2 separate regions of the Arachis hypogaea genome follow, and region 2 is linked to region 1. A link is a contact called in public Hi-C data. All regions are on one chromosome and are shown on one strand. Each heading gives the region's core, a stretch centred on a gene start, on an enhancer-like site or on the middle of the called end of the contact. The rest is flanking DNA. Distances are from core to core; before and after follow the strand shown.

Evidence for each region. A called contact is a pair of places that touch in the nucleus more often than the background predicts.
Region 2: a Hi-C map of leaf shows a contact between it and region 1, with 2.9 times the contacts expected there. The contact joins the promoter of LOC112715682 here to the promoter of LOC112715681 in region 1. A contact is called at or near these places in 2 of 8 Hi-C or Micro-C datasets (both in leaf).

What each region holds. Positions count from the first base shown.
Region 1 is chr10:74,201,313-74,208,608 of arahy.Tifrunner.gnm2.J5K5, reverse strand. It overlaps LOC112715681 (polyadenylate-binding protein-interacting protein 12), which reads left to right and starts at 4,368. Exons shown (of 12, transcript XM_025767473.3): 1 at 4,368-4,864; 2 at 5,004-5,052; 3 at 5,161-5,817; 4 at 5,920-6,030; 5 at 6,133-6,177; 6 at 6,284-6,356; 7 at 6,437-6,549; 8 at 6,662-6,721; 9 at 6,838-6,885; 10 at 6,998-7,066. The coding sequence starts at 5,260.
Region 2 is chr10:74,441,795-74,449,568 of arahy.Tifrunner.gnm2.J5K5, reverse strand. LOC112715682 reads right to left here and starts at 1,766. Exons shown (of 9, transcript XM_025767477.3): 1 at 1,166-1,766; 2 at 911-968; 3 at 543-665; 4 at 402-459; 5 at 194-267. The coding sequence starts at 1,191. It overlaps LOC112717633 (serine/threonine-protein kinase SRK2A-like), which reads left to right and starts at 7,133. Exons shown (of 6, transcript XM_072204023.1): 1 at 7,133-7,153; 2 at 7,241-7,294; 3 at 7,395-7,487; 4 at 7,592-7,684. The coding sequence starts at 7,292.

The DNA of each region.
Region 1 (7,296 bases), core at 3,119-5,618:
TGTACTGAATGGATATTAAATCCACAACTAAGCCCAATACAAAGTGAAACAAAGAAAAGCGTTCAATAAAGCTAAGTTTCAACATGCTTCAAATCTGGTAAACACTTGAAAGAGAGAGAGAAAGAGACCTTCACCTTCAAGCTCACTTACACCAGAGAAGAAAGAAAGAGAAAGCTCATAAAAAAAGCAAGAGTCTAATCAAAATAAATTAAAAGCATGTTACACCAAGTCAGGGTTAAAGGTAAATAATTTCTTTTTGCATGCAAGTTGATTTCTTCACTTCTTCTCCTACTCTCTGTGATGCCATTTAAAGAAAAAAAAAAGAAAATGGTAGTTGATTATCTCTGTTGTGTATCAATGGTTAAAGTTATTACTTGGAGTCAAAACACATTTTCAAAATTTTGAATTTGGAATTATCATTGAGCAAGCTCATTTCTGCTGCTCTGATGTCCTTGGTCAAGCAAATGGATCAAATTTTAAATGCCTAATTTAGGGGTTGATTGAAAAAAAAAGAAAGGATGAATTTTGAAAGTTCAAAGTCCAAGAAGTTGACTTGGAAAAAATCCTAATTTTGGCTAAAAGCAAGGTACAAAAAGAAAAATTGAATATGAGCATAGAACAAGGAGGGAGGGAGGGAGAGAGAGAGAGAGAGAGAGAGAGAGAGAGAGAGAGAGAGAGAGAGAGAGAGAGAGAGAATCCTCACTACTAATTTTGAAGTCTTGGAAGCATTGCACTTACACTAAAGGGAGAATTCCGCCAAGATGAAGAACAAAGTGATTAGTTCAGATGCTGAGTTCAGTTCATAGAGTCAAGAGTGTTATTCATCATTTCCTTCATGTTTTACTATTTGTATTTCAGTTTCAATGTATATCTTTCTTAGTTTTCTTTTTCTTAGTTTTCTTTGAAAGGTAAAAGACAAGAAAGAGAGGCATTGAAAAAAGCCATAGAGTGAAAAAGGTTGAGAGATACACTTGAGAGAAAAGTCAAGAGTGATTTCAGATTTCTTTTGGTTGTATCTTCTGTCTTGTGTCATGTACCTAAGAGGTATCCCTTGTTAAGTTGGGTAAGCACTTAGTGCAGTAAGTCTAGGTATTAGCATAACCAAGTCAAGTTTATGTTCAAGTTTGTGTGCCCATATAGGATTACGTTGAGTCCTATAGAATTGGTGTATGTAATACTTGGATTATAGTGAAAATTTCACCAACATTATAGTGAAAACTGGAGGTAGGTTGTATTGCACAAGGCAACTACTGAACTATGATATATGGCTGTGTCATCTTCTTTCTCTTTGCTTTAGTTCTATTTTCTGGTTTTATGAGACAAAACAAGATTGTCTCCTGAATTATTCGTTGCGTAAACCAAATAGAAATCAAGTTCAAAATTTTGTGTTTAACGCTTAATTATTTAAAGTTAAAAAAGGCCATAGATTTAACTCCCCTCCTCTAAACCTTCTGAAACCTTCAGTATACAATAAGTAGTTATCCCTTTTCTATCTACTTTAAAAAAATAGAACAAGAGAGTAAAAGAATTATACAATATAACTTATTTAGTTATTCTTTTGGCTAGAAAAAAAGATAGTTGAAAAACATACTTTATTTTACAAGCCTTTACTTTAAAAATTTTATAATTTATAATCATCTTACCATTTTCTGCTTTAAAATTATTTCGATAATCTTTTCATAATATTTAATAGGTATTAGTCCCTCTTATATATAATTTACATCTGCTCTAAATCTACCATAACTTTAAATTCAAATTTTTCTCCTCCAATAATTATGAGTACAGGAATATACCATTTTTGACTAACTAATAACATTAACTCATTAATTCAAATTAAGTATTTTATTAACTCACAATCTCCTCCTCATCTTTTATTAATTCTAGTCGCTCTTTATTATTTTTGTGCTTTTATTATATTCTCTCCCTCTAATTTTAATATCTTATAATTAAAAAAATATCTTGTTGCCTTAACTTAGAGATTTCTTATTTTAATTTTTTTTAGAAGTTTTAAGAAAGTTTTGTTCTTGAAAATTTTAAACCTGTTGTATATATATATTTTTTTATCTCTACTGACCTCACCTACTCCTTAATTTCTTCCTTTTTTTTAACTAAATCATTTAATTGTAATATAAATACATTTTTTAGTGGAGAATCTTTTAACTTATCTATTACAGATATTAGTATACCTGTCTATTTCCTAGTTAATATATCAATAGGCTCGAACTGATTTTTTGTGATCATATATTAACAGATTTTACACAGTTATTATAACAACATATTTCTGGTTTTAAATAATATTCATCCTCTGGTTCTGATAAACTTGAACAAGAATTTATATCTAGTTGTTATGTAAAATTATCTGAATAATCTTACAAGTATTTAGACTCTATTTTTATTTCTGATTCGTCATCGATTAATATAGTTATTAGTGCTTGTCTTACTTTTTTATTACTAATTTTATTTATATTTTTTTATTTTGTAGTTATTTACATAATGACCTAATTTTTTATATTTTTAACAGATTATTTATTTTTTATTCTTTGCACTTTTTATTATTTTATTTTTTTCTTATTTTTTATTATTATATTTTTGTTTTTTTATAATTTTCTTTTGACTTGTACATAAATTTGTATTATACCTTATATAGTTCTTGATATTGATATTTATTGTCATTTTTCTTATTATTTCTTTTTTTAATAATTTACTTTTGGTTATTGGGTGCCTTTTCTGTAGCAATATCATATTGCTGGCAAAAATTTTCTAGTTCTTGCTTGTTACTAGCATTTTTTTGTTAATTTTTTTTTGCAGCCTAGTATTCGTACATATTTTTACTCTTATTTATACTATTATATTATGTATTTATCCAAATATTAATCTTTCGTATGGTATTTAAATACCAAATAAGGATTGTAATCTCTGTAATACTTTATCTTCAAAAGATTTGGGTAAGAATGTTATGAATCTTTCTTTTTAAAAAAAAAATTGATTCATCATTTCTCATGATGACTTTAGATATAAAAATATCTTAGTACTATCTATAATTAAATATGGTTGGACATCTTGAATTCATTAACTGAGTTTTAATTTTATCTTTAAAAATGTTTAGTTCTCCTAAGAAGTTTTTTATGATTGTAAATATCAAGGTTGTTGTAACATCCTGTAATCGATCTTCTTGTTTAACACTATTAAGGATTAACTCTTTTTCTTGTAAGGTGAAAAAGTTATCTCACTATATTTTTAATTGTTCAGTGAATCATTGAGTTATCAGTACAGTAACTTCTCTATTACTAGCTCATTTTAATTTATAGGTGATTGCCACCATCGTTATATTATACATTAAGTTTAAAATAACTTATTCACTTAATCCATCTAAATTTTATTCTACTAAATTAAATCTAGTAAAACTATTATGTACTGATTGTATCTTTTTCTCAAGACTTACATTTGCTGGGATTGGTCATAGACAATAATTTCTGAGTTTTGAGTAATTTTAATTTTTGAAGAATATTTTCTTAACATGTAACTATATTGTGTTGATAGCCGTCTTTTTCTAGTTTATTATTTTAAGTTTTTCTTTTAACTCTTCTATATTTGCTTTTACACTTATTCTAAGTTTGATTATGTCAAGACTTTAAAATTTGTATATAGATTTTTCTACAAATTTATTTTATTTATGTCTATGTTTAATTCTTTATAACTGTTTTTCATATCTTCTAAAACCGTATTAATATAATTATAGGACTTTTTTTATTTACATTGCCTTCCAAACTACTATCCTTATAAAGGGTAACTTCTAATTCCCAGTCTTGGACAATTATAGTTTTATAATTTTTCTAAAAAGGTATTGTGATTTTATTATTTGATCTGTACTAATTTTTTAAGTAGTATTTATTTTTGTTAAAGGACAAAATTCTCTTTTAAAGTTTTGAAAGTAATTATTAAATCAATCAAAGAAATATATAATAATATTATTTTTTTAGATATTTATAATATAATTCTCTTATCTTAATAGTTTTTTTTATATATCTAGTAAAATATCATTTTCTTAAATTTTTATTATATTTTGTATTAATTTTCACTAATTTATTATTTATTTATTTTAAAAGTTTTTTCTTTTATTATATCTAAAACCTGAGAGACTATAAGTGAATAATTAATTTTTACTCTAGACATAAAGATTGTTATACTAGGTGTAATATTATTTATTTTTATTATTTTTTTACTATAGTAACTTGATATTCTTTCATATTGAACTCTATGCATCCTTAGCCTAATATTCTTTTATATATATATATATATATATATATATATATATATATATATATATATATATATATATATATATATATCCCATTATCCCTTGTGGATGGCGGATGCGATGCTATGGAAGGCATGACCATGACATGTATGTAGAAATTATGGGGAGGGAGAGAGAAGAGAGACGGGGGGCAGTAATGGAAATTGATGCAAAAAAAGTAAATTTATTTGGGTGTTATATGTAATGTAATTAAAATAAAAAAAGAAAAAAATGTAATGTAATGTAATGACTAATGAGCAATGAGGGTGTTGGTGTTGCTGTGTTCAATTCATTTTGTTCTGTTGGATACATACATTGGTTGATCATCTCATCTCATTTCATCATCGTTATCAATTTAATTTCGGACCTTCTCCTTTTCTCTTTTTCTCTTCTCAGCTTCCCCAGCTACCTCCCAAACCCCCACTGCACCCTCAAACGGACGATCCGAAGATAAATCATCTCTTTCTTCTTTCTCTCTCTCGCTCTCTCTCTCCAACAAACACTAATAACCATCACTCATCTTTTCTTCTTCCTCCTCCTCCTCCTTCTTCTTCAGTAAATAAATTAGTAAGATAATATCTTTAACCTTTTTCTCTATCTCTTTTTCACCAATCTCTCTCTCTCTCTCTTTCCATATATACATATTTTATTTATTTTTCTCCCTTTGTGGGGTTTTAAAGTAACCTCTATTTTTGACGATCTTCAGGATCAGCTTGATCTTATGTCAATGGAAAATTTGTTACATTAAAACCCAGGTACGTCTCCCCTAACATGCTCTTATGCTTCATTTCTCTCTCTCTTTCTCTTGTTGTTAGTTTAGTATAGTTTTTTCTTTTCTTGTTTTCTTTTGTTGGGGGACACAGATTCACTGATAAACCTGAAAGCTGAAAAAAAGGAGGAAGCTTTTTTACATCTAGGGAAGTGGGTTGGGGGTGTGTGTGCGTCTTCTTATTTCCGTGATTATGGCTGTTGCTGAGAATGCTGGGGCCAAAATCGGTTCTTCCAGTCAAAATTTGGACAACAGTGTTGTCTCATCGGACACCACTGAGATGGAGAAATCAAAGGCAAGGTCTGGCGGCGGCGGCGGCGGAGGAGGAGGCGCTGTCAACGGTGGTGGTGGTGATCAGAATCTGAACGGTGTATTCAACCAAGACAGAGGTGCAAACACTGTTGTGTCAGTCACTAACGGTAATTACAAGGCTCAGGTGGGTCAGATTCGAAATGGGTTTGATGGAAACGGAGTCCAGGGTCAACAGATGGTGGTCAACAATGATGGGTATGTTGGGATTAATGCGGTAAGGAATGGGGAGAACTGTGGTGAGAGTTATAAGAGGGAGATGAGGGATTTGGAGGAGCTTTTGTCAAAGTTGAACCCCATGGCTGAGGAGTTTGTGCCGCCGTCGCTCGCCAACAGTCACGGTTACTTGGCTGGTCCTGGTGGTGCTGCTGCTTTTGGATTCGCCAACAATTTTCTGCTCCACAATAATTATGGCAATGCTAATGGCCAGACTAACAGAAGGGTATGAACTTGGAAGAATTTTTTTTTTATTTATCCAATGGTGGAATATTATCTTTTAACTTGTGCCTTGAATTTTTATTGATACAATAATTGCTTGTTGCAGAGGAAGAATGGCTATAGTCAAGGGAAGCGTAGAGCGAATAATAAGATGGATATGGAGAAAAGGGAAGAGATGATTAGGAGGACTGTTTATGTGTCTGACATTGATCAGCTGGTACATGTTTTTAGTTGTCTTATGGATTTTATCATTTCAGCTAACTTGCAAAGAATGCAATGTGTATTCACTTGGAAGGTGGTTTTTTATGTTGGTATCTAGGTTACCGAAGAGCAGCTGGCGGCTCTCTTTCTTAACTGTGGCCAGGTAGGAAACGGTTACATTTTGTTTGCTTGCGAGTTGCGACATGTGCTTCTTAATGACATTTGACCTTGTGATTACTTTTAAATGAACTCCTTTTTCATGAATATAGGTCGTTGACTGCCGCGTATGCGGGGATCCCAATTCTATTCTTCGGTTTGCTTTCATTGAGTTTACGGATGAAGGTAATGGTTCAACTTAATAAATGATGTCTGTATGCTCTAGTTATTAACATTTTGCCGTACTAATGCTATTATTTCTGCAGATGGTGCAAGGGCTGCTTTGAGCCTTTCTGGAACTATGCTCGGATATTATCCACTTAGAGTGCTACCTTCAAAAACTGCCATTGCACCTGTCAACCCAACATTTTTGCCCAGGGTAAGTTCTTTCTTTTTTTCTTTATCCCACATGGGCTCACTCAAGATATTTTCTAGAAGATGATTGATATATTCTTTTCGGTTCTACATTTCTAACGATGATTTATTCTCAGTCTGAAGATGAAAGAGAGATGTGCTCAAGAACAATCTATTGCACAAATATCGACAAGAAGGTGGTGATCTGACCCTTTCTTAGGATATATTAGTTTCGCTTTCTAATGTCTGTTTTGCAGGTTGCAGCAAATATGGCTCATTAATTCCTAACTTTTCTTTCTTGTTTCTGTTACAGCTCACTCAAGCAGATGTCAAAAGCTTCTTTGAATCTATATGTGGAGAGGTTAGTAACTGTTCATGGACCAGGAAATGTGCATTTGTTAGATGAATTGAAATATGTTATTATATAGTTCTCTAGGTCCATTGCTTAAGAGGTTTTTGTTGGTTGAATACAGGTTCACCGCTTGAGGCTTCTTGGAGATTACCATCATTCAACTCGAATTGCATTCGTTGAGTTTGCACTGGTAATAATTCATTTGTCTTTCTTATTTTCATCCGAGTCAGTTAATATTCACCTAATTCTTAATTTCCCATTTCTGAGCTATGCATCTGACTTTACTGCTATTTAAAGAGTTCCATTCTGTTCTTACTAATTATTGTTACATTCCACAGTAGTCGTGTCTTGTTGATAGCTTCTCTGGGAACATTTGGATCTTTCTATCATAATCATTTCTTAACAAAATAAATATTTGAG
Region 2 (7,774 bases), core at 517-3,016, 240 kb before region 1:
GAAAACGGGAAAAAAAAAAGAGAATGCCTAAACCTTTTGCATGGAATTTTTTTAATGACATGACCCATAGCCCAATGTAGATCATCTACCCGATGAATTTTATAGATATCCCTTTATTGCTAAAAGTCAGCAATGACAAGTTTTTAACAAATGATAAGCTTATTATACATTAACATTTTGAATTGGGCCATACCTTGCCTCCTCTAGAGAAAGGCTTCTGTTTCCCTGAGCAGGTGTAAGCATCACAAAACTGGTGTATAAACAATTCTGCCATCAAACCAAAAGAGCACTATAAGAAACACATCTCAAATTTATTTTTGGGGAAATGGGTTACAATAAACACCAAAATGGTATAACAAGAGTAAACTAGGGGAACTAAAATTTAAAAAACACAAGTATACCATGAAGACGGCTTGCTGATGGCCCCTGGCTTATGGGAAAGCAACTGTCAGCAAGACTCTGGACAAAATATGGATATAAATTAGGTAGAACTAGGCCAAAACGACAAATAAATATAAAAAATAATAAAAAATGAAAGCAACCTCACATAGGTGACGGTTTTTTGCAGCAGCTGCTGGATAACACTTAGTTCTAGAGAACTTGAAATTCATAACAGCATCACAATGCAATGCTCCAGATAAATCAGCCAAGCAATTATCATGACTCTGTATATAAATAAATCCACAACAGAGTATAAAAACATTTTCCAAGTAAAACTTCGATTAAATAGCAATGCAAGTAAGTCAAATGTCAACTCCACAAGCATGTATTGAATCCATTGAAATAACATGAGTTTTCTTTAAAATAACCAAAATACTTAGAGACAGCAAAGACAGAGACTCAAAATACAAGAGACAGAGACATGTACGAAAAAGAAAAAGTGAAGATAATTGGAAGCATTGGGAAAAACCTGGCAGCAAATTGATTGAACCGGAAGCATTCTCAGCCAACTCCAACACCTACAACAACTGTGAATCTAATGTTAAGTTCCCTAAATTGAGATTCCACCAACAATAATTAAATTCCAAGCCCTAAAATTGACATCATTTAGTGATTAAAGCACAAGCAGGCAAATACACAATAACAATAAAACATTACAGTGATTTAATAGGATCATAATTAATTAAACAATCATTTCTCATCAATGAAGAAAAATTATCATTACTAGAATTTCTCATCAACTTCAGCCATAACAAAGCTGAGTAAAGCAAGGAGACTATCTGTGATGGAAAGAGCACGAGCACCACGGGGGAGCAAAGCATATCAGCACCTAGCCAGGGGCTAAGAAAAACGTCGCAAGTAGAAGAAGGCGAGCAAATTGGAATCGAGCAGAGCAAAATTCAGAAGTTCAAAATGCAGAGCGATGAGCACGAAGGCGCACGAGCAGCAACAAGCACGACGGCGCGTGAGCAGAGACGAGCACGAAGGCAACGTGAGCAGCGAGTAACACAACTTCAGAAGCAACGATGAGGAAATGCAGAGCAGCAACGAACACGACGACGATGCGAGCAGCGAACAAGCACGACGGCAATGCGCCGATGCGAGTAGCGACGAGCACGACGGCGCGCGAACAGCGACAAGCGCGACGGCGACACGAGCAGAGAGGAACACAACTTCACAAGCAACTATGAGGAAATCGAACAAACAAAGAAAAATCACGCATCAATAAAATTTTGAAATGGTTGGGGTTAGGGTTTCTAATCGAAAATAGGGCTTGGAATTTTGTTTTGAACTCTAGATTTGAATCAGTAAATAACATATAAACTACAAAGATGTGTTTTGTGCTAAGTTAAAAGAAGGAAAAAGTACTTTTTTGTTAAAATATTTGGAGAGAAGGTCAAAATTTTTGAAGAAAAATTTTAATTTATTTTTGGCAACAGTTATAATGAGAAGTTTATTAAAAATTTAAAAACAACACTTATAAAGGGTAATATATAAATATCACAAATGTTGCCTGTTTAATTTACAAAAGTAACACTTTTTACTTGTACTTTAATTGATTAAAAAGGAACATTTATGGGGTGTTGTTAAAAGAAAGTTGCAACAGCTTTATTTTTATGTAACAAATATTAAGTGTTGTCTTTAGTTAGTTTAGATAACACTTTTTTAGTGTTATTTGCAGTATATGTTGCAATAGTTAAAAAATGTTGTAGTGTGGAAAGCTTAGAAGAGAGCTTTGGTGATAAAAATATGTTCTTGGAGGTGTTGAGACCTTGAAAGCTTGTGGACAAGTGATTTAGAAGTGCTCCGATTGAGCTTGGGAAATCGGCTAACGTATAGTCTCGGTTTCCTGTATCTAAAATGTAATGTGGTGTGAAAACTTAGGCTAGAGGCCCTAAGATAGGCATTGAATTGTTGATGTTGTTGAATGGTTGAGATATATGATGTAGTCATATATGTGATTGAGAATATTGATGCCTTATGGGTGTGATATATGAGAAAAATGCATGTTGTGATATATGTTTGATGAATGGTTGAGGTTGAATTATGGGTGAAACCATGTTGATGGTGAGTATGATATTGATTATGTGAAATGATGACTAATTGGAAATGGTATTGTTGGAAATTGGGATGAGGAAGGATGTATGACATGTTAATATGTTTGCAATTTAGCCATTGATTTGAGATGAGTTAAAATAATGGAATGGTGGTTGTGATTTTGAGGAAAAAGATAATGTATGAGTTGAGGAGGATTGATGTTGATTTTTGGTATATTTTGATTGATTTCAAAAAGGGTTGAAATTGGTATGTTTTGGTTGATTTTAAAAAGGGATGAAATTGATTTGTTTTGAAAATGGCACCTTGTGGTTTTGTATAAAAATATAGTTTTTAGGCATACTTTGACGGGGCATAACTTAGACTCCGAATCCCCATTTTGTGCCAAACTTGTTTAAAAATGAAATTTGGATCCGGGATGTTCATGCCTTCTAAAGAACGGGTGAAAAATGATTTAAAATGAGGAAGTTATGTCCGTTGGAAGATTGGGGGTTTAATCTGTGAATTCTGCAGCTTTTAACTTAGAAAATTTTTTAGCAGAATACCCCCCACGCGTAAGCGTGCCTGAAACGTACGCGTTGTTTTTCAGAAATGCACCATCCACACGTGTGCATGGCCCACGCCTGCGCGTTGATGCGATGCACCAAATGCCCAGCCATTTTTCTGAGAGTTATGCCAGAATTGTGCCAATTTTGTGCGTGGGGCACAAACGCACCCACCGTACGCGTGGCTGACGCGTACGCGTCATATAGCTGTTTTTTCATCCACGCGTGCGCATGGGCAATGCATACGCGTTGATGAACTTTGTGGCCATCCACGCGTGCGCGTGGAGGACGCATATGCGTGGCCCTATTTTCATCCCAAAGTTGATTTTTGAGTTTTAAAAACCAAATTTCATACTTCTAAGCCTCTAATCTCACCCCTTATGTCTTAAATCATTATGATATGCCTAGCAATGAGAAATGAGTTAGGGAATGTGGTAACTTATAAATGAAGCTAGGGAAAAATTATGATCAATAATGATCAAAGATGATTATATGAGATGCGAAGGATCGCGGTGGAAGTGCGTTATGTGCCATGAGCCGAAGGGCTGTATATGTTGATGAAATAGCTGGTTTTGGATTGAACTATGAGTCGGATGGCTGAGTTATTGCTGAGTTATGGCGGAGCCATTATTGATCATGGCTGAGTATAAATGCATATATGCTATTGAATGAAATGTGAATGTTGCACTTTCACTATCTCAGACACGAGTTTCCCTGGATGATAGCAGTGGCTAGTCACCACGTGCTCCAGATAGAGACCTGATACTCTGCTGACCCTATGTCGTAAGTATGGCCGGACACTGTGAAAGTTCCGGATGAGCTCACCCCCATGAAATACACCAGTAAGGATGTTGGATATGGATTATGATTGTGATCATGATGATAATCGAGAATAACTCGAGTTGGGGATGCACGACAGAGGGACAGTCCAATGGTTAGCTACCAAGACTTTTCGGGTTGGCTATATAACCGACAAATGATATCATCAGCCATTAGGAATAGGCATTCATCATATGCATATTATGTGAATTGTTTGGAATTTCCTAATTGATTGTATATTACTTGCTAATTGTCTAAATGCCTTATCTGTCTCCTATTTGTATATCTCTTGTTTGACATAACTGTGTTCGCCATATTATACTCCTGTTGGTGGTTGGGAGGTCTGAAGGATTTGGAAAGGGAAGTAATAAATAGACTGAAGAATCTTTAGTTAGTTGCCATTTATGGTTTAGTCTGTTTATAAGCTTTGAATTTATCTGGTGGAAGTTCTAGGATTGCCTTTGGCTTTCCCAGGACATTACATGTTAGATATGTGGGCACTGTTATCATACTGAGAACCTCCGGTTCTCACCCATGTAGATTTTGTGATTTTCAGATGCAGGACGTGAGGCTTCCCGCTGAACCATGCCGGAGGCTTCTGGATTTGCGAAGATCCTTTGTTCTCAGGACTCTGTTTTGGTTTTATATATTTTGTTTAGATACTTTTATCTCGACTAAATAATACAAACTGTGATGACTCCTCTTATAGGAGGTTTTTGGAGAATAGGTTTTCTGTATTTATGTCCTTTTGGGTTTCCTTTGGGGTTTCTCATTTTATTTACATGTATATATTGCTATGCTCAAACCGGTTATCTTCGCAACCAGATTTTGAGTTTTGATATTCCTGTTTTTGACACTCTTTTGTATATATATAATCTCGTGTTAGTTTATCCTTTATTTGTTACGTTTTCGATCGGAGTGTTGCGCTTCGAGTTACGATTTTTGTTTACCCCTTTTTCATCAAAGGCTCCTAGTTATAATCATCTTTCATACTAATATACGTACTAAATTTTAATTTTTAGAGGCCGTAATACCTTTTCATCTCTGAATTATGACTTAAGCATAAGACTCTGTATGGTAGGGTGTTACAAGCGGAAATTGTGTGTCGGTAAAGAATTTCACAAATGAATTCTCGTTGCAAGTATAGTTCTAAACCAACAAACAATTCCTCAATGAAAAATTTGGTTGTCACAAGTAACAAACCCTAATAAAAAAATAAATCGAAGTATTTAAACCTCGGGTCGTCTCTCAAGGAATTACAGGGTAGTGTTCTTGTTATTGGTTATGAGAAGTATATTTTTGGGGTTTTGAAATAAGGAACAAGAAATGTAAATTGCAAAAGAAATAAACTAGCAACTAAGAAAGCTCTTGGCAAGGAATGGGAACTAGAAGTCCTATCCTTATTATCATCATCCAATGTGAACAAGAATTATCCATTGCTCCACTTAGTTAACCTCTAACTATGAAGGAAAGTCAAGTGAAAATAATCAACTTGAGTCCACAAGTCCTAGTCAAATCATAGTGAAAGACTAGCTTTAGTGGCTTTCAAGTCATAGCAACTTAATCAACAAAAGAGTTTGATAACTCAAGAGTCTCCACTTACTCAACCCAAGGCAAGAGGAGAAAAATCTACTCTAACATTCTTTCAAGTATTTTATCAAACACTTGTAAGGCACAGAAGGAAAGTAAAACAAGATTGCAAGAAATGTAAATCTACAACTACTAATTGCAAGGAATTAACAACAACAACAACTCAAATCAACAATAAAGGAAATCAAACATAAATTGCATTAAAAGGAAAATAGGAGGAACAAGAGTGCATCAACAACAAAGTAAACAATTACAAGAAGTAAAACATTAAACTAGAGAAGCAAAGGTAGAAGAACAAGAAATTAGAGAGGAAAAGTAAATCAAAGCATGAATTAAACCTAGATCTAAGAAATCCTAATCTACATCTAACCTAATTCTAGAGAGAAGAGAGAGTCTCTCTCTCTAGAAACTAACTAAATCATGATGAAAACTCAATTGTGTCCCTCTTTCCTTGACTCCTCTTGATTTCTGCATGTAATAGGCTCAGAAACTGAGTTGGATTTGGGCCTGGGAAGAGCAGAAATTGCCCCCAGCGTTTTCACTTTAATGAAGTCACGTGCGAGCATCGACATGTACACGTCATGTACGTGTATGCATCGCCATGCGACTTCGTATCCACACGTGCGTGTCTGCTGCGCGTGCGCGTTGGTGAGTGCATTCCAAATCCTTAATTTTCCATGATTTCTCCACTTTGCATGCTTTTCTCTTCATTCCTTTGATCCATCCTTAGCCTTTTCAACCTGAATTCACTAACAAACACATCAAGGCATCCAATGAAATCAAAGGTGAATTAAAATCAACCAATTAAGGACCTAAAAAGCATATTTTTACACTTAAGCACAAATTAGGAGAAAATCATGAAATCATGCTATTTCATTGAATAAATATGGAAAAAGCGGATAAAATTCACCGAAATTAAGCACAAGATGTACCATGAAATAGTGGTGCATCAATAACAAACTAGTTGGTCTTCCAATTTAGATAATAAGAATCTAATCTTCCAATTCTAAATTTCAGATAATAGGAATCTAATCTTCCAATTTTGAAATTGTACTCCAGTGTTAAATTGTTAATTATATCTAAGGTCTCAACAATTTTTACAATTACGAACCAATAAATTAATCTTATTAGAAAGTACAAGAATTTAAACCTCAATTATATTGATACTTCATACATTATATTGTATTATTACTCTTAACTTAGCTTTTTTTTTTAATTAATTGATTTATTATTGGTGCAGGGAATTGTGGGGTCTGGAGTAGTGTTTCTTATCATAGCATGATGCATACAAATGAGAGGGCCACTATTATTGGAATGTACATATATAATAGACCTTTCTATGTATGTTGTTTATTATTGGAATATGTCTATATAAATATGAGTGTCTTCTCTAATTCGGGCTTATTTTCTGAAAGTGGAACCATTGAAATATTGACATTTCTCGATCTTATATGACGTTATCTTTTTCCCCCTGCAGATTCCCTTGAATGTTTGAGGAGATGGGCTTCAAGGTTGATCACTCCAGTCCTATATATAAGCGCTTTAGTCTGAAAATACTTGGTATGGAACTATGGATCCATCTCCCTGTTATGTTTTTTTGGTAAGTCGCATTCATACTAATGTTCCAAGGTGGCATAGAGAATAAATACAAGTACTATTTGTTTAGAATAAATAAAAGTGCTGGCAGGTTCAGTGAAGACGAGGTTACCCTATGTCTTATGATTTTCTGTTTTATTTTACTGCCTTATTCTTGTTGTCATGTCTAACTTTCTTCCTGGTGATTGTTTTAGGTTAGATATTTCTTTCAGCAGCTGATCTCTGGTGTCCATTTCTGTCATAATATGGAATTTCAAAAATCACGAGCTTGCAGCATTTTCCTTATTTAGAAATTAGCGTATTGGAAAGCGAGGGCTAAAGATTTTAATTTTCTTTTTCACTTTGCTGCAAATATGCCACAGAGATTTGAAGCTAGAAAATACCCTTTTAGATGGAAGTCCAGCACCTCGCTTAAAAATTTATGACTTCGGTTATTCCAAGGTATTGGAACTATATCATCAAGCTTAAAGATTTTGTATAATACTAAGTATTTTACTATTATTGTTATTATTATAGTTTTTGAGTGTTCATTTTTCATTATATAGTCATCTTTGCTGCATTCGCAACCCAAATCAACTGTTAGAACACCAGCTTATATAGCACCGGAGGTTCTTTCTAGGCGAGAGTATGATGTCAAGGTAAATATATTTGCTCCACATTGAATTAGTTCTCTAGGGTTCCTCTCATTGGATTGAATCTTCACATTTCCATCTTTAAGCTCTTATATT